2 separate regions of the Zea mays genome follow, and region 1 is linked to region 2. Evidence: chromatin contacts called from public Hi-C data. All regions are on one chromosome and are shown on one strand. Each heading gives the region's core, a stretch centred on a gene start, on an enhancer-like site or on the middle of the called end of the contact. The rest is flanking DNA. Distances are from core to core; before and after follow the strand shown.

What was found. Hi-C and Micro-C count contacts between places; a contact is called where the count stands out from the background.
Region 1: a contact with region 2 is called in a Hi-C map of ear, with 2.5 times the contacts expected there. The contact joins the enhancer-like site here to the promoter of LOC100278003 in region 2. A contact is called at or near these places in 2 of 25 Hi-C or Micro-C datasets (ear and tassel).

Annotation. Positions count from the first base shown.
Region 1 is chr6:40,756,676-40,762,039 of Zm-B73-REFERENCE-NAM-5.0, forward strand. It overlaps LOC103629212 (E3 UFM1-protein ligase 1 homolog), which reads right to left. Exons shown (of 20, transcript XM_008650387.4): 18 at 5,209-5,271; 19 at 4,557-4,649; 20 at 3,721-4,143. The coding sequence ends at 4,039. Among protein-coding and RNA genes, the nearest start is that of LOC103629212, 11 kb to the right of the region's middle. Within about 2 kb of position 3,621, at least 9 of the 20 cell types and tissues checked have an H3K27ac peak or open chromatin away from gene starts, as enhancers often do. A contact at or near this core is called in ear and tassel, where this site is marked.
Region 2 is chr6:40,327,057-40,332,255 of Zm-B73-REFERENCE-NAM-5.0, forward strand. It overlaps LOC100278003, which reads right to left and starts at 3,451. Exons shown (of 5, transcript NM_001165579.2): 1 at 3,156-3,451; 2 at 2,990-3,057; 3 at 1,627-1,756; 4 at 1,266-1,363; 5 at 934-1,182. The coding sequence starts at 3,360. The coding sequence ends at 1,144.

The DNA of each region.
Region 1 (5,364 bases), core at 2,371-4,870, 430 kb after region 2:
TCCCTTTTTTAAGGTGGACTCTCCCGCTCACACCCCGAGACGCTACAGGAAATCCCGTCCGACGCACACCTGACGCCCAGGCGGCCCAGTCTCTGACACGGGGGCCTGGGCCCACAAGTCATACAGCTGGAGTGCTAGTCTCTGAGTGCGGAAAAAGTGAACTGCTGCACACGCTCGAAGAACGAACCGCCGCCCGCGGTAGCGCGCCTCTTCGTCTCCGCCGCAAGAAACAACAGCCCAGTCTATGACACGGGGGCCCAGGCCCATGAGTCATACTCCTTGGGTGTCGAATCCCGGGTGCGAAAAGAGCGAACCGCCGCTCGCGCAGGTACTACGCCTCCTCGAGGCCGCGGTAGAAGACAGAAGGTAATTTTTTAAACCAATGCAGCGGTACCGAGGCACCCCACGCGCGGCCCGATGAAACCTCCAGGCGTGGGGACCGCGGGTCAGTCAGCCGCGGAGACAAATATGGCAGTTGGCGTGACCGAAGGCGGATTGACGAGTAGTACGTCAGCAGACGCACGGAAGCGGCGCGCCAATCACCAATCAGGCTATTGGCCCCACCTGCAGGCTCGCATCCTCCCCTGAGGTGGGCCCGGGGGCCACTGTCAGTACCCTAAAACAGGGGTACCTCTTACTACCGTATGAAGGCGCAGTACCCAGGCGGTTATCTTTAGTCGCGTGGTAAAGGAGTTGTGCGTGGGACCAGACCATGGCTCGTCCCAGCCTCGGGCGACTACTCTGGGCCAGCGACAGCACCCGACCCCTCCACGTGGACGGTTCCGGGGCCGCCACGTGGCTAGAGAAGATGATATACTCCAAGGTATCAACACTGAGTCTGGACCCCCATGGGAAAGTGTCGGACCCCTGTATAGACAGACCGGGCCTCCGGGTAAGGTCTAGGACCCCCACGGGCGCAAACTGGACCCCTAGGATGGGGTCCGGACCCCTCTATGTGGGATCCGGGCCGCTCACAGCAGGGTCCCGAGATTCTGGGACAGAGAATACCCAGGCCTTAATCGAGGCCAGACGGGGGTCCGGAGCCGACACGTGTCCGGACCTTATCGTTTACGCTTCTGCTCCCCGCCCAGGTGGAGACCCGATGCTGTCGCGTGGCCTACTGCACGTGACGTAAGCCAACGGGCGGAGCCTAACGTAAGGCCTCGGGACTGCGCGGCCTCTGCATTTATTGCGGATAAGGCGTGTCGCCTGTCCATTCCACTGGCAGGCGATGTGCTGCCTCCGCATTTAATGAGCCCTGTCCATTCCGCTGGCAGGCGATGTGCCGCCTCCACATTTATTGAGCCATGTCCATTCCACTGTCAGGTGAGGTGCCACCTCGGCATTTAATGAGCCCTGTCCATTCCGCTGGCAGGCGGCGAGCAGTCCATTCCGCAGGAGGCATGCCTGTCCATTCCATTGGCAGACAGCACATCCATACTACTGCACGCACTATGCTCATCATTACTCGTGCGTTACCAAGGAAGCAGCCACCGCATATCAATACTGCGTGGACTGCGGACATCAGGGCACCAGGAGATTGCATAGGCGTTAGTTACTCCTATAATATATTCCTTCTGTTATGTTCCTGGGCCCACATGTCGGGGCTCAGCATCCTTGTATGTGCCTCCCTTGAGCTATAAAAGGGAAGGCACACAACGTTACAAGGCAGGTTCACTCAGACTCTCAGACTCACAAGTTCATACAAGCTCTTAGGCTCACAGACTCAATACAACACAGCGGCCTGAACCACTCTAAATCCTCGTGTTCACTCGTGTTCATCGATCTCCCAATAGACAGGCGAAACGCTTAGGCCCCTCCTCATCTTAGGATTTAGGACGGGTGCGTTCCGCCACCCGGCCGGAGAATTTCCTCTCCGACAGGCGCGGACCATCCGACCGTTGAAAAACTAGAAAAACCCGAAGGTGACGGGTTCGCTAAAATGCTTTTTTAGCGTCCTCGCGGACCATCCGGGGTGCACGGCCGGACCGTCCGCGACTACTCTGTCTGACAATCTGACGACGCATTAAATGCACTTGTAGTCGTTGATATAGCCGTTACTGCTGACCGTTGTAATTTCAATCGTTGATGTGCAGGGGCGGACCGTCTGGACCAGGGGCGTGGACCGTCCGCGGTCGGCATAAAAGGAGCAATGGCTAGGAAGTGATTGGTGGCTATAAATACAACCACAACCACCTACATTCATTATACTCAAGCATTTCATTCACTCACATTCAATATAAGAGCAAATACTCCATCTCAAGACACATTCAAAGCTTCCAAACATCTCCAAGTCCCACAATTGTGACTAGTGATCATTAGTGTTTAGTGACTTGAGAGAGTGTAATCTTCCTTTCCCCTCTCTCTAATGTTCTCTTGCTCATAATCTCTTAAGTTAGCTCCCAAGGTCATCCGCATTGATTGAGCAACTCATAGCAAGAAAAACTCTCTTTCGCACTCCGATTTCGTTATTACTTATTTCTAATCCTAACCCCGGGTGAAGTTCGTGTTCAAAGTTTATAATTTACAAGTTTCGCCTATTCACCCCTCCTCTAAGCGACTTTTAGAAAGGATGAAAACATATACTTATTTGGACTATTTTTCTATGATCGCAAATAAATAGGATATATGTAAATTTATATTCAGCATTGGTAAACCTTAAATTTATAATATATTTTTTATAATATATTTTTAATGATAGATATAAAATTCAGAAGTTTTTCACTTTTTGTTAAGGGAGCAAATAATGCATAAAACAATTTATGTAAAATTTTATTCTTATTTGTAATAATACATTTGGTAACATAAGAAAATATCAACATTAAATTTCACACACACATATAGGGCAGATCTATTCATCACTTAAGGTGATGGATCAGTGGTTGCCATGCCATGGCAGCAACACATATACCGCGCGCCCCTGCCCACATTCCACCACGCGCCCGCCCACGAGCCGAGCCACCTCACCCAGCACATACCCGCTCACAAAACCAAGTCGTTGTACCTGCGTGTGCCCCCCCCCCCCCCCCCCCACGAGCCAAGCCGAGATATAATAACTTATTGAGTATGAATGACTTAACGCGCTCAAATGACTTAATGTTTTCTATACGATGGATGACTTAATGGTATCTAAATACTTGAAATGACTTCATTTTGTCTAGAATGATTAAACTAAAAATAAGGAATATCTAAAAAAATATGAAATGCTAGAATGACATAATGTTGCCTATAATGACTAAACCAAAACAGAAAATATCTAGAAAAATATGAAAAACGACCGGAAAACAAGAATTACTTAATATTTCTTGAAATGGCTTAATATTTTCTGGAACGACTAAACCAATAACATAAAAATTGTATGAGAAAGCCCAGAAAAAACTAGAATGACTAAATATTTTCTGGAATGACTGAACCAATAACATAAAAAATGTCTGAGACCCACAGAAAATAGCTAAAAACAATAAATAATTTAATGTTTTCTAAAAATAACTTAATGTTGATTGGAATGACTTAATATAACTAGAAAATGAGTCGTGGGGGGAGGGCAGAGCTGTGCATAGGTGTGAGCCACGCAGGGCGAAGCCGTGGCGGGCGTGAATCATGGCACGGCGCGAGCCATGCAGGGCAAAAGCGCTCGAGGCCGAAGCCGCACAAGGGCGCGAGCCGCACGGGAGGGGGCGTGCGGTCAGACAGGCGGGCACGCGTTGGATCATCACCCTAGGTAATGAATAGAGTATATATATATATATTATCCTAACAATTCAGATATCTACTTTCATCCCTGATTCCCTGTTAACATCCACTATGCTCTTCATTACACCATAGTATAATTTTGTTGTTATCAGTAGAAACCTAGTGCAGGAATGTAAACGGGAGTATAAACTAGTCAGATTCTTACAATCAGTAAACCTGTTTCCTGCTATCTTTTGCTTTCAAACGGTGCAAATTGCAAAAACAGAGCAAAAAAAAACTTTTAAGCTGAGTGTTGCTTTGTATATGTACGCCGAAATGGTCCGGTATGCACAAGAATGTTGTTGATCACTCTTTGTTTGTGCCGAGGACCAGGGATTTCAGTTCTGGCATCAGCCTTTCTTCCAGATCCTCCTTCCTTTCTCGCATTCGGTCTGATGTGCAATCTTCTTCCTACAGGACAAATACACGGTACATGTTCATGGTTTCACTGTGTTCCCATCTAGAAGATTGTACATTGTTCCAACATCATGTTCATGCATGAATATTGAATAAAAGTGCAGAGTAACGTACGTTGGCAGTCAGTTAAAATATATAGTTGTGCTAAATTGCTAGAGGATCACTTCTGTATGCGCAAGTTATGATGCTTAGGCGTATGTGTCCTCATAATAGTAAAAGTTAAGCTAATGAATATATACCAGCTACAGAATGGCTTTCCAAATAGATTCGAACTGGCGATCTATAAAGTTTTCAACATTATGCACTACAAGTTTTAAGCCAGAATCAATTACCTATTGCAAAAAAAAACAATATTTTTCCTCCAATGCAAGTAGATACAAGTTTTATAGTTGTGTAAGTGGACTTACATCGTCAGTAGCAGCAGCTTGTAGTGCTAAAAGTTTCACAGTAGTGCTGTGATAATCAGTCAATACCTTGTAGGTTGCAGCTGGCAGCTTATCCTACGAAATGGCAAAGAGTGGTACAATCACACAGAAATTTTCTTTCGTCAAAATTTACTAGTATGAGAAATACAACATCACATAAGTTCAGACATCCAGAATCTATTAAAAAGCTTAACCAGCCGATCACTGCAAAGATGTACCGAGCATGGGGGTTTCGAACCTATTTCAATAGATTATGCGCACTGGTGATGATTCCACCCATTAAAATTATAAATAAAACTTGATAAGATAAGCTAGAGCACTTCCTAAAACCAGGCAGTTTCTAGCAAAAGGGCATGCATGTTCAATGACACATAACTGCACCAAACCTGCCCTTCATGTTATAGGCACCTGCTATGTTGAGACAACATAGGCGGAATAAAAAATAAGAAAGAAGTTTGTCATCATGATGTGTGGGAAAAAATTCTTCTGGAAGCCAAATGACGAATATGAAGGTCAATTTGTCAAGCAAATGGATCATGAACCTACCAACTTTAATTAATTACTATTATTTTAGAAGATGTTCTGCCAGAACTACAGAATATCTAACAAGAAATGGAAGAGTACTTGTAGTTACCTTCAGCAGTGTGATAACAGCACCAACAGCTCTTCCTGGTGCCTGAATAGCCTTATTATATGCCTACAAATTATTAAAAAAGAATGCAAATGAGATCAATAAAATAATATAGAATGACAATTCGAGAACCAAAAAGGATAAAATACATAATTCAAA
Region 2 (5,199 bases), core at 2,201-4,700:
AGCCATAGAGTGTACAGGGCCCAGAGTTGTTACGTCTAAGGACGCACCTAGTGGCAGGATCCTTCACGGACAAACCGAAAGGATCAAACTCCATAGAACTGATTTTCGGTAATGAAACGACGAATAGATAACAAGTGTTGAATAATGTCGTGATCAACAAGAACATTATTAAGGCTAACACTCTGGTACTTAAATTCTGGAGTAACTTATCTTGACAGGATGAGACTATGTATGCTGAAGTAGCCTGAGTTTCATCCTGTTGTCAAATTCTGCATCATCTCGCTTGGAAGAGAACAACTGCTTCAAAGTGATTTGCATGATTGTATCTAGCCATTGATATATCCATTACGTATGCACCTCTAAGTTTGTGCAAGGAGGCAAGCCTGAGTAATTGGGGCTGTCGAATACTATAGCATTCCATCAAACAAAGTAAGCATCGCATCCACAAAATAAAGCTATTTAACAAATAAACATATACACCAATTTTTGTTCATTAAATATCATATTGCATTAGAAAGCATCTATATGTCAAACAACTATAGTTATCATAAAGAACTCCTTAAGTGTTAAGGTATTTTTTCAGACTGTCAGTTTGTACTAAGCAGAGATACAAACAGACGAAGAGGATGCTGCCTCGTGAAAAATTATAAAAATCATAGAGGACAAGAGGTGCATACTATCAAAAGGCAACAATTTAAAGGGCAACACATGCATCATTTTATTAATTGCCGAATCCTATATATTTCTATTAGGTGGCATTTTAAAGTTGTGGAACACTGAACTGGAGTGATGATAAGGACCTATATAAGTATTCTGGTTTTTATACAGGTTGTCAGCCTGTAAACTTGGCAGTGTTACAGATAAACAGGATGATAGCTTAAAATTTATACCACCTTATTGAAAGGGGATAACTGGCACATAACACCCCAAAAGTAAGCCTCTGTGATGACTGAGGATATATTGTACAAGCAACTGGTACAAGAAGTCAAACCACTTATACCTATTGTCAGATAATACAGTTGACAAGAATGTTGTTCAAGGGAATTAAAACTATCTTACAGGGACTGAGGACCAGTATCCATATACTAATATTATCGAAGAGGAAACCAACTCTGCGATATCAATGAAGAGGTAGGAGCACAATCAACACTCATCACGAGCTTCAATTAGCCTGACGACAATCTGCATGGATTACAAAAAAAAATTATAAGAAGACAGTAATTAACTGAAGCAATCGTTTTGCACTGTGGATGCAATGTTGTTACCTTGGTTTTATCATTAACACCGATATAGTCGGATAGCTTCTGGTCCATGGCTAGCTCTTTCCCAGCCCACCAAATCTGTATTCTCTCATGCTTGTTGTCTGGGATTCGCATAGAAGAAAGTAGAGATTGTAAGCAGAGGTCATTCCATGTCAAACAATCTTTTTGTTTTTCAACATGGAAGCTCGAAACAGTCGATATCAAGGTTTATGTACTTCATGAAAGGTTGAAATACAGGTACAACAAAACTAGTAGAAAGAGAAAAGTGCAACCTATGTAGTGATAAACTGAACTTCTCTCATGGACTATTGCATATGCATGGTTGCATGCTCATTTTGTTTGTCTTCTGAAATTGCATCTATACCTGATGATGACTCTTGCAGAGACAATGCCTCCAGAGGTTCTTGTAGAGTATTAGCGCATTTCTTCTCGATGTTCTTGATATGTTCCCTTAGAGCACGAGGAGACAGGAATCTGTTGCGCTGCACCTGCTCCTGTAAGAAAATTCAGAGTCCTGTGAAAATGTCCTTCAGTGGATAGGCCCTGAAACTTCATTACATGTGCTAAATTAGATTCCAACTAGTCATACAGAGTAGTGTTTACTGCTTAATCAATGATGAACAGAACAAGGTGTTACTTCTTATCACAATCTAAAATAGAGATCGTGTCATTCAATTTCAATGTTTGCAAGCACAGTAAAATGGAATCGGTCTCAAGCATGGTAGCACTCAACCGGTGAATGTATGTGCATGGTACTTTTTTCAGACCAAAGGCCTTGACCCTAATTTATATTGAAAACAAAGTAATGCTACTGAGAAGACCCGGGTTTGCTATCCATTACAGACGAACAAACCTCCACTTGACTTGACCAAGCCACGCCTTTCTACCAACCTAACAGGAAGCCTGCGAGACCAAAAGAGCAAAGGAGGAGCAGCAGTGCAACCCAACTAATAAGCCTTAGAGCATCTCCAAGAGAGACTATAAACGCGGCCATATTTTAAATATAGAGCTCATAACCATAAAACACACTTCCTACAACGGCCCTATTTTATAAAATTTCATCAAACGATTAGAGATCGGTCTCTCGGATCCGAAAGATAGTACTCCATATATTGGAACCCTATCCTCGTTTCATATTAATCTCCAACCATTTATTTCCTAATAGCATGATTTATTTCCTAAATAGCATTATTTAAGGCCTAATTGTTAGAGTAAAAAAAATCTTTTGGGGCCCTAAACACTCAATACGGTCCTATTTCAAATTTTAGGACTTTATTTTAGAGTTTACTGTTGGGGATGCTCTAGAACATGTGCACGGTACTCCAATCTGTAAAATTAGAAGACCTTTTATTGTCGAGACCTATTATAGAAATATAAGTGCCTGCTCCCTGCTTTGAATGACAGAGTAGAGCAGTCTTGTCATATACTACAAGTAGCACGCATGCTCTCTACCGAATCATACAAGATACAATGTGATTCGAGTGACTGAGTAGTAAACCAGATCGATCGAGAATGACTCTCAGGGCCAGTGTGCTCAATCATACATTGTAATGACACTGGTGAAGAACCTACTACGTACTTGATGAACTCCCAAATCAACAAGTGGTCGGTAATGGACTAATGATAAAACCAAGCGCGATTCGTATCTAACTCAAACTCATTATTAGGTTGCCGCGCAGCAGAAGCGTGCGAGAAAACAGTGAGGGAGCGGGGATAACAATGCTGACCTTAGAAGCGTAGGCCTCGGCCTCGTCCAGCGCCCTCTCGAGCTCGCCCATCGCACCAGCACACCTCGCTGCAGATCGCAGAACCGGACACGCCGCGTCAATACGACTTGACCGGCGTCCTCCGCAGCGGGATCTTAAGACTAAGACGACGGACGAGGTCTCTCACCTCGAAGGCGGCGGCAGAGGGAGAGGATGGCGGCCTGGAGGCCCGCTAGCGCGCCGAGGGCGGCCGCGACGTCCGCGACGACCGCAGAGGCGGCGCACTCGTACAGGAACTCCGTCTCCTCGTCCACGTCCTGCATGGGAGAGGAGGCGGCGGCGGTGGCGGCGGCGGCAGCGGGTGGCGCCAACTTCACGTGCAACACGACCATCTCGGCCCGAAGGCTCTAGAAACTTCGGGTCTCGCTCCTGGGAGACGGAACGGGAACGGCCACACGAGGCGGCGGCGGACAGGGGTTCATTTTGTAACAGGTCGTCCACGGTGATCTTGTCCGCACAGGGCCGATCCAACGACCGCAGGGCGCCATGGATAGGAATGTTCCTAAAACATCATAAATATATATTTTAACATAGATATACATAAAATTTAAATCTAATTGTTGATAATGTTATTAAGAACTAGTCGGCTGCCCGTGCGTTGCGATGGCTTACAACAATACCTACGTAAACTATCCATCAAAAAAATTCAAGATTTTTTATCCATTGTCTCCGCTCTCCGTATAATTTTTTTTGATTTGGCTAACTGATGTTATTGTTTACTCCATCCAACATGTCTTTGTCGGGGACCACAATTAGGGGTACCCCCAAGACTCCTAATCTCAGCTAGGTAACCCCCATCAGCACAAAGCTGCAAAGGCCTGATGGGCGCGATTCAGGTCAAGGCTCCGTCCGCTCAAGGGACACGATCTCGCCTCGCCCGAGCCCAGCCTCGGGCAAAGGCAGCCGACCCAGGAGAATTCACGTCTCGCCCGAGGGTCCCCTCAAGCAACGGACGCACCTTCGACTCGCCCGAGGCCCAGCTCGGATAGGCTTCACGGAGAAGCAACCTTGGCCGGATCGCCACGTCAACCGACCGTATCGCAGGAGCATTTAATGCAACGATCGACTGACACCTTATCCTGACGCGCGCTCCTCAGTCGATAGAGCCGAAGTGACCGCAGTCACTTCGTCGCTCCACTGACCGACCTGATAGAAAAACAGTGTCGCCTGTGCTGCTCCGACTGCTGTGCCACCCGACAGGGTGAGGCTAACAGCCGCCAAGACCGGCCTCAGGCGCCATAGGAAGCTCCGCCTCGCCCGACCCCAGGGCTCGGACTCAACCTCGACCTCGGACGACGGACTCCGCCTCGCCCGACCCCAGGGCTCGGACTCAACCTCGACCTCGGACGACGGACTCCGCCTCGCCCGACCCCAGGGCTTGGGCTCAACCTCGACCTCGGAGGAGTCACCGCCTCGCCCGACCTCGGGCTCGGACCGACCACGTCACAGTGGGGGCATCATTACCCTACCCCTAGCTAGCTCAGGCTACGAGGAACAAGGTCGGCGTCCCATCTGGCTCGCCCCGGTAAACAAGTAATGATGGCACCCCGCGTGCTCCATGACGACGGCGGCTCTCAGCCCCTTACGGAAGCAAGGAGACGTCAGCAAGGATCCGACAGCCCCGACAGCTGTACTTCCACAGGGCTCAAGCGCTCCTCCGACGGCCACGACATCACATGAACACGGCGCCAAAACCTCTCCGACAGCCACGACGGCATGTACATAGGGCTCTGGCTCCTCTCTGCTAGACACGTTAGCACATTGCTACACCCTCCATTGTACACCTGGGCCCTCTCCTTACGTCTATAAAAGGAAGGCACAGGGCTCTCGTACAAGAAGGTTGGTCGCGCGGGAGAACGGGCTGGCGGACGGTCTCTCTCTCTATCTCCCTCGCGAACGCTTGTAACCCCCTACTGCAAGCGCATCCGCCCTAGGTGCAGGACAACACGAAGGCCGCAGTTTCCCCTTACTGTTTTCTCCTCTTTGTGTCTCGTCTCACGCCGACCCATCTGGGCTGGGACACGCAGCGACAATTTACTCGTCGATGCAGGGACCCCCCGGGGTCGAAACGCCGACAGTTGGCGCGCCAGGTAGGGGCCTGCTGCGTGTTGACGAACAGCTTCCCGTCAAGCACCAGATGGGTAGTCTCCAGCAACCACTCCAACCCGGGA